Regions from separate parts of the Ovis aries genome. Here region 1 is linked to region 2. A link is a contact called in public Hi-C data. All regions are on one chromosome and are shown on one strand. The core of a region is the stretch at or near the end of the contact, and the rest is flanking DNA. Distances in the headings are between cores, read along the strand shown.

What was found. A called contact is a pair of places that touch in the nucleus more often than the background predicts.
Region 1: a contact with region 2 is called in a Hi-C map of liver, with 5 times the contacts expected there. The contact joins two enhancer-like sites. A contact is called at or near these places in 7 of 16 Hi-C or Micro-C datasets (liver, mesenteric adipose tissue, muscle and 3 more).

The regions. Positions count from the first base shown.
Region 1 is chr8:27,026,267-27,030,718 of ARS-UI_Ramb_v3.0, reverse strand. No RefSeq gene overlaps it. Among named protein-coding and RNA genes, the nearest start is that of SLC22A16, 30 kb to the left of the region's middle. Within about 2 kb of position 2,553, at least 3 of the 54 cell types and tissues checked have an H3K27ac peak or open chromatin away from gene starts, as enhancers often do. A contact at or near this core is called in liver, where this site is marked.
Region 2 is chr8:26,709,741-26,713,930 of ARS-UI_Ramb_v3.0, reverse strand. No RefSeq gene overlaps it. Among named protein-coding and RNA genes, the nearest start is that of GTF3C6, 16 kb to the right of the region's middle. Within about 2 kb of position 1,895, at least 4 of the 54 cell types and tissues checked have an H3K27ac peak or open chromatin away from gene starts, as enhancers often do. A contact at or near this core is called in liver, where this site is marked.

The DNA of each region.
Region 1 (4,452 bases), core at 1,304-3,803, 320 kb before region 2:
CTCCCTGCACCACATATAATCTCTCTCCTTTTATTCATTTATCCCACATACTCTGCTTTTCCACCACGTGAAGGACAAACTTTTCTAACTTGGGCAGCCTGGCAGTGTGTGTGGGAGGTACCCATCTCCTTCTCTACTTGGGATCTCCTGTCTGCTTTTTATAAGAAGTTGTGATATCTTGATTTTAGCATCCTCACTTGGTCTCACATCCCTTCAGGCTAATGTCCCTTTTTTCCCCTGCTCCCTTTTAAGGAAAAATTCCTCCAGGAGTCTTCAGTTCTTCTCCCTTTCTCTCTTGATACCAATCCTGTCAAGCTTTTGCCCACTTCAGTGAGCTCCTCTGTGTCAATCCTATAGGCAATTGTCAAGTCTTGATATTACTGGATCATTACTAGCAGCATTTATCGAACTGGAAACCAGGTCGCCTCCCGTCTTGATGACTGTTCCTTCATGTATCCTTCTCTAGATCTTGTTCCTCTTTCCAGTTTCTAATACTGGAAAGCTCTAAGAAGAGCCACGAACCTCCTCTCTGTCTGCACTCACTCTGTCTTGCTATCTTGGTTTTAGATATCATCCTTATGAATTGCATCCACACACTGACGACTCACGAGTCAGTATCTCTGGTGCCGAGCTTTTACCTGAACTCCAACTTCTTGACATCTCCACTGGGAAGTCTGATGGACCACCTTAATATTTCCGAAACAGATTTTGTAATACTGATCTTCTCCCTAAAGCTGCTCATCCCCCAGTGATCAGTATCTTAGTGAATGATACCTTTAATCTCTTAGTTGTTTAGTTGACTTTTCTTTTCCTCTCATATTCTATGTCTGAACATCAGCAGGTCATGTTACCTTTACCTCCAAAGTGTACCTCATTCCAAACACTTGTCACCACCATTCACCATTCTTGGTGGCACTAAGCCACTTAACCACTCATCTGGACTATCACAGTGGCCTCCCAACCAGTCTCCCTGCTTTTAGACCCAAGTCTGTTCTTAGCACAACAGCCAGTGTGATCTTTTGAAAATACGAGGACTGCTGCCCTCGAGAAACTCTCACACGAGGACATGGACTAGAAATTCTATTGTTTGTTACAGAGAAAAATTGGAAGCAACCTGTCAGTGGGTAAACTGTGTCATATTCCTGCTGTGGAAAACTATGCAACAGGAGGGAAGTGAATTAGATTAATGTAGGAGATATGGAGAGACCTTGAAAACATTTTGCTATGAGAAAAAAGCAATTTAGGAAAGGACTTAAATAAGTTATGGTGCATCTAGTCAAGGGAATATTAGGCAGTCATTAATAATGAATAAGTAGAACAATATGTACTAAATAGAAGTTCAAGATATAATGTGAAAAAGTGGATAGGATTCTTTTTGTCTAATATGAATGTCTTTTAATAAAAGGTATACATGTATGCGCTCAGCCATGTCTGACTCTTTGAGATCCTTTTAGACTGCAGTCCACCAGGCTCCTCTGTCCATGGGATATTTCAGGCAAGAATGCAGAAGTGGGTTGCCATTTTCTCCTCTAGGGGATCTTCCCGACCCAGGGATGAAACCCACATCTCCTGTGTCTCCTGCATTGCAGGCAGAGTCTTTACCGCTGAGCCCTCAGGGAAGCCCGAATACGTCTGCCTAAACATATACAGAATATTTACACAAGAAACTGACAGATTGGTTTCTCCTGAGAAATAGAACATGGGGTTTAGGTCAGAAAGGAGATGTTTATTTTTCACCTAACATTCTTGGGTGCTGCAAAATTTTGATCATGATTATATGTATGTGTTCATGCAAAAAGACACACACATACTTACATACATGTTTCCTTCTGGCATCTTAAGCTTTGCTGGTTGGTTTATGATTTTACTCATATATAAAACTTTACTGGAAATCTTTATTGGTAATGAAGAGTGAGGTTAGGGATACTACATTCTTCCAAATGACTGCCAATTGTCTCAAGCCCATCTACTGACTAATGCATTTTTTTCCTCCACTGACCAAATGCTACCTTTACTATCTACATTTCTGTTGCTACTATTTTCATTATTTCCCCCATCAGCAAGTTTTAAAAACTCAAGTAAATTACTAGTTCAGAATTTTTTCCTTGGATCTGTGCTACATGCTTATAGAACATAATACTGGCCCAAATCAGGGTACATACGTATATGTACTACATCTGTGGTGTATTAATTTGTTTTAATAAAAATGTGCCCCAATCTGTGAAGACATTTCAGCATAAATATTGGTCTTTTAAGAAAAGACCAATTGGTTTTTTAAGAAAACTTAAAAATGACAAGAGGGGAGATCCTCTGTTTCTTTGATAGCCGTGTTATTAATCCTAAGAAACCATGCCTGTTGTGCTTCTTCCTGCCTACGTGTGTTCAGCCCAGCTCTGTGGGTGTGTAACTGTGTGTTTAACAAGCACTCACCTGGATTTATGTAGTCATTTTGTATGAAACTGCCTCAGAACCAGCATGTGGTTAGGACTGCTCATCTCTCATTTAAATGCTGCTGCATAACACTGCCCAGCTGGGAGCTGGGGCTTAGCCCTAACAAGAGCTACCTTTAAGGGTTGAAAAGAACTTGGAAAAATTCAGGTTTATTGGGTTCTGAGCACTTATTTCTCTTCCTTCCAATATATTCAGAAGGCAAAGTCCTCCTCTATTTCTCCTACCTCTCCAAGTAAGAATTCCACGGACAGTGGAGCCTGGCGGCCTGCAGTCCCTGGGGTCACAAAGAGTCGGACACGATTGAGCAACTAACGCTTTCACTTTCCTGTCTCTGGCAGTATTGCACACTTGATTCCCTGGACGACTCTCTGCCTATAAAACAAAAAATGCCAGATGAAATTATTTAAATGTTTTATAATTTATCTAAAATGTATAACAAAATGTTAAATTGGGGGTTTGAGTAAGATGCAAAGATATGATAACTGTCTGGCACACCAATCAAGTTTTGGGACAGACCAGGATGAAGATGTTCAACACAGCAGGGCAGGAATACAACCCACACTGGAGACATAAAGCAGTCCGGTGATTCTCCACCTGGAGCTCCACTGAGTGGGCTGGTGGAAAGGGTTTCTTGGCAAGAATGGCTACTATCTTCCGAAGGTAATGGCACCTTCTTACGACCCTAAGAAGAGGAACGTCCAGGAAATCTCTCAAAGAGCTTGATAAGTGTCCCCTGAAATCGTGGGACATAGGTAAGTAATTTAGGGCTGAGGAAGCTCAAGGCAGAGGCTGTGGTACTTGTGGGGCAACAGGGCAAGAAAAGGAGGTGCTCTTGTATCGTGATGAACCTACTTTCTAAAGTTTACATGGAAACGCAAAGCACTTAGAATAGCCAAAAGTCTTTGAAAGACAGAGTTGAAGGAGTTTAAGAATTATTTATACAAATACTGGAATTTAAAAAATATATAACTACAGGAATTAAGACAGAGTACATTGGTGTAAAGGTAACTAGAACAACTGAACAGAAAGTTCAGAAATAGATTCTCATATGTACAGTCAGGTGTCCTTTGACAGAGATCCCAGGGCAATTCAGTGGGCAGAGGATAGTATTTTTAACAATTGATGATAGAATAGTTGGATTAGCCATATGAAAAAAAGAAATTGAAAGAAAAAAGAGAAAGATCCTTACCTCGCACCATCTATAAAAATTAACTGCAAATAGATTGAAGACCTAAACCTAAGAGTTAAAATTATAAAACTTCTAAAAGATAATTGTACTAGTTATCAATTGCAGAGCAACAACATTAACACCAACTTGCTACTGCTGCTTCTAAGTCACCTCAGTCGTGTCTGACTCTGTGTGACCCCAGAGACGGCAGCCCACCAGGCTCCCCCATCCCTGGGATTCTCCAGGCAAGAACACTGGAGTGGGTTGCCATTTCCTTCTCCAATGCATGAAAGTGACAAGTGAAAATGAAGTTGCTCAGTCGTGTCCGACTCCTAGCGACCCCATGGATTGCAGCCTAACAGGTTCCTCCGTCCATGGGTTTTTCCAGGCAAGAGTACTGGAGTGGGGTGCCGCTGCCTTCTCCAAACACCAACTTAGGGGCTTAAAATAACATACATTTTGTTACCTCACTATTTCTGTGGGTCAGGAGTCCTGGTAGCTCAGACAGTAAAGAATCCATTTGCAATGCAGGAAACCTGGGTTCTATTCCTGGGTTGGGAAGATCCCCTGGAGAAGAGAGTGGTTACTCACTCCAATATTCTTGCCTGGAGAATTCCATGGGCAGAGGAATCTAGGGGTCTACAGCCCATGAAGTCACACAGAGTTGGCCATGACTGAATGACTAACACAGGAGTCCAGGAATGGGTGGGTGACACCTCAGCTTAGAGGCTCACAAGGCTGCAGTCAAGGTATCCTCCAGGCCGTGACCTCATTCATGGCTCCACTGGGGACAGTTATTGACAGAATTCATTTCCTGGTAGGACGGAGGATTT
Region 2 (4,190 bases), core at 646-3,145:
AAGGTCAAGAATCTGCCTGCAGTGCGGGAGACCTGGCTTCTATCCCTGAACTGGGAAGATCCCCTGGAGGAGGGCATGGCAACCCACTGAAGTTTTCTTGCCTGAAGAATCCCCATGGACAGAGGAGCCTGGCAGGCCACAGTCCTTGGGGTCACAAAGAGTCGGACATGACTGAGCGACTAAGTACAGCACAGCACAAGGCAATATCCTAGCCTGAAGTGTCTACTCCTCGGAAACAGAAAAGGAGAGGGGATAGAAAGGACAAACTCTGAGGGTTAGGTCTTCTTACAACAAGACACGCTATATACAGAAATGTACCACTTTGTTAGAAAGTGATAAAAACAGTGTTTATACAGCCAGGCTCTGTTCCAAGCACTTTACCTATATTGACTATATTAACCCTATATTAACCCTCACGATAACTTTCAGCAATAATTATACTGTTCTTCCCATTTTGTAGATGAGGAAACTGAGACACAGGGAGGTTAAATAGTATGCATAGAACATATGTTTAGTGATAAGCTCAGGCAATCTGGCTTCAAGGTTTATGCTCTTGACTACTGAGCAGGTACCTTCATGGGTCTACCTTTTATTGGGTTGACCAAAAAGTTTATTTTGGTTTTTCAGTAACATCTTTAACAGAAAAATCCAAATGAACTTTTTGGCCACCCCAATACTTAGGGCAATGGTGCTCAGACTTATGGGAGCATCAGAATTATGTGAGGCACCTGTTCAAAGTGTGTACTTCTGGTCGTTCCATCTACCCACCCAACCTCACCCCTACAAGATTCTGTTAGGTCTGTGGCTGAAGAATTTCTATTTTTAAAGTTATTCATTTATTTGTTTCTTTGGCTGCACTGGGATCTTTGATCTTCACTGCAGCATGCGGGGTCTAGGTCCCTGAGCAGGGCTCAAACACGGGCCCCATGCATTGGGAGTACAGAATCTTAGCCACTGGACTACCAGGGAAATCCCAAGAATTTCTATTTTTAACAAGAATCCCAAGTGATTTTAAAATATGTGGTCCAGTATCATACTGAGAAACACAGACTTAGGAAAAGAAGACTTTTTTTCCAAAGGATAAAACTTTTTTTTTTTTTTTTTGCGATTCATTCATCCACTCCAAAAACATGTATTAAGTATCCACTATAAATTTAGAATTGTATTAATTATGAAATCTATGTGTGTGAAATTACTTCAAATACTGGGTCCCTGCAATGAAAGAACATGTACCCTTATACAAGCAAACACTAAACACAACACATATTAATTCCTTTTAATAATACATAAACATTTTCTGAACAGAACATGTCTCAGTCACTGAGTCACTTAGAGAAGAAATAGTTAACAGTGAATGAGTAAGGGTCAGAACTGAGTGATTTCAGTAAAAAATGTTTATGGAGTAGTGCATATGTTTATAGAGGAGTCCCAGTATAAAGACAGGTCACTTGGTCGAATCACCTACAACATAACCCTCAAAGCTGTTTGCATTCAGAGTGACTTTTATCTAGTTAAGATTTTTTAAGTCTAGTTGTTTCCTTCAAATTCCTCTGAATTAAACAAGTTTTCACATTATTTAATTCATCCATCCATCCATTCAACAACCTTAATGCCACAACACTGTGCAAAGAAGTCAAAAAATTAACTCAAGGCACTTAAAATCAACTTGAGAAAACACATACACACACACACACACGAACTAACAAATACAAAGCAGATGTGAGCAATATGATTTTAAATTGTCTTAAAAGATACAATGAGGCATATTAAAATTTTTAAGAGTTAATTTGAACAAAAATCGATTCCAATTAGGCAGTGCCAAACTGGAATTCGTCAGGAGTGCTCTGTCCACAGAAGACGGAGCAAAGTACGGCATTCATTGGCGGGCTATAGCTTCAAGCCTTGCTGGTCGTTTGTGATTGGTTGTCCTTAGGTTTCAATTTCATGACCTTGAGTTGGCACCAGGCTTAGATCTGTGATTGTTTACTCTTAGGCTGCCACAGAATTAGAAGCACCTCAGGTTAATGTCCTTTTTGTTTAGTTAATTTAAGAGCTGCACAGAGAAACTGATAAGAAAAGTGGAAGGAGGGCCTGGCACATATTAAATGTTCAGTAAATGTGAGTTGAATGAATGAATATAGAGTAGGCTAGTCAGGATAAATTTCCTGGAGTAAGAGAAGTAATAGGCAGAGACTAAGGAGCAAAGGTTAGCCTACCAGAACAAATGACAGAAGCAAAGACCCAGTGGCAAACAGCGAAAAAAAAATAAAGCAGGATATAGAGTTTCAACAGTTTGGCTTGGTTGGAACAAAAATGTTAGTGGGTGAAAAAGTAGAGTGTGAGGTTTGATAAGGTATGGTACATTCTGATACAAGCCAAACTGTTATAACAGCTGAAAGCATTTGTAACACCCTAGTAATTTTGTTCTTAGCACTTTGACTTCCTTTTTGAAATGTATTGATAATAAAATGCTAATTCTGTAAGACCAAGCTCTTTAAATAAGTAATATTCTGTAAATAGACTAAATGCCATCAAGATGCTAAAGCAAAAATATAAATGGTCTAGGCAATGTTATGGATGGAGTCAATTTAGAGATTGTCTCTTCTAATTCAACCTGTCTTTTACAATCTGAGGGGTCAAGGATCCAGGCAAATTAGAGTCCTAAGGTATTGGCAGTGCTAATTTGGCAGCTGCCCTATTTACCAACAGTTGATAGAATCTTTAATGTTTAGAACTCTATTTGAATTTCATAACTGTTATTATTTGAAGATCAATATGAAAAATGTGAAGCACATAATTAGAAACAGAAAAGATAAATACATCATACACAGAAGATGTTGAAAATGAATGTGGGAAATTTAGATCTGGATTAAGGCAGTAGCTGAGGGAAATGAGGAGCGATCAAGAGATATTCCTGCTGAAAGTACTAAAAGTAATAGTATTTTTTTGAGTGATTGCCTGAATAAAGAGGCCAATAAGAGAAGTAAAAACAAACAAACCCCAAAATTGCCAATATGACCCTGAGCATCAGACTCGATGGTTAAGTTAGGAAGTGGTTCAGGTGGAAAGGGGATAGCCTTAAAATAGATTTCATAAAAAATTAGTTCTTTATTAAAAAGAAATTATATACTTGGCTGTGCTGGGTCTTAATTGTAGCATGTGAACTCTTAGTTGTGGCATGTGGGATCTAGTTCCCTGACCAGGGGTCGAACCTGGGCCCTCTGCGCTGGGAGCATGAAGTCTTAGCCACCGAACCATCAGGAAGTCCCCAAAACTAGTTCTTTAAAAAGCAATTCTTTGCAAGATGAAAAAGTTCTGGGAGTTCCCTGGTGGTCCAGTGGTTAGGATTCGGTGCTTTCACTGCTGTGGTCTGGGTTCAATCCATAGTCAGGGAACTCAGATCCCGCAAGCCACATAGCAAGTCCAAAAATAAAAGAGTTAAAAAATAAGGAGAGAAAAATTTCTAGAGATTGGTTGCACAACAATGTGAGTATACTTAACCACTGGATATATATGCATAACAATAGTTAAGCATATAGAAAGAAAAGAAATAAATGCATAAGTTTTATTAAAGGGACTATTTCTATTAAACTTATTCTCCATCTGTTTTGGAGCTGTATCAGCTTTTTATGTTTTAGGAGCACAGACTCACTCAGGAAATCTCAAGTAATGGGAAGCCCATCTATTTTAAGGATGCACATGACAATAAAAAGAGATAAGAATATCATGGGTACCTAAGAATAGCAGTATGATTGGGCTTCCATTGGGAACTGAAATGAACATGAAACTGGACAAATTCCATGCATGCCTAGAGACTGGGTTAACTTGTCACTCTTGGCTGCAGCAGGAATGCAGTATTCCCCAACCAGAGGGTGTCACCATTCCTCTGTCTCGATGACTACCAGCCTACCACCTCATTTAGCTAGTTATAGCTCTGCTTACTCATAATTCCAGCTTACTCATAGTCTCTAAGACCAACTTGCAGCTTCTCTCCCACAACCAACAGACTGATCCTCTCTGTAGATCCCATTTCAAATTCTTAAAAGGAAGAAAACTCTGACCGAGCTCGATTTTCACCGTTAAGTATGCATCAGAATCACCTGGAGAGAGTGTTACACTACTAATTGTTGGGCTTCATTCCCAAGCCTTTCTGATTTAGTAGTCTAGGGTACGTCTGAGAATCTGCATTT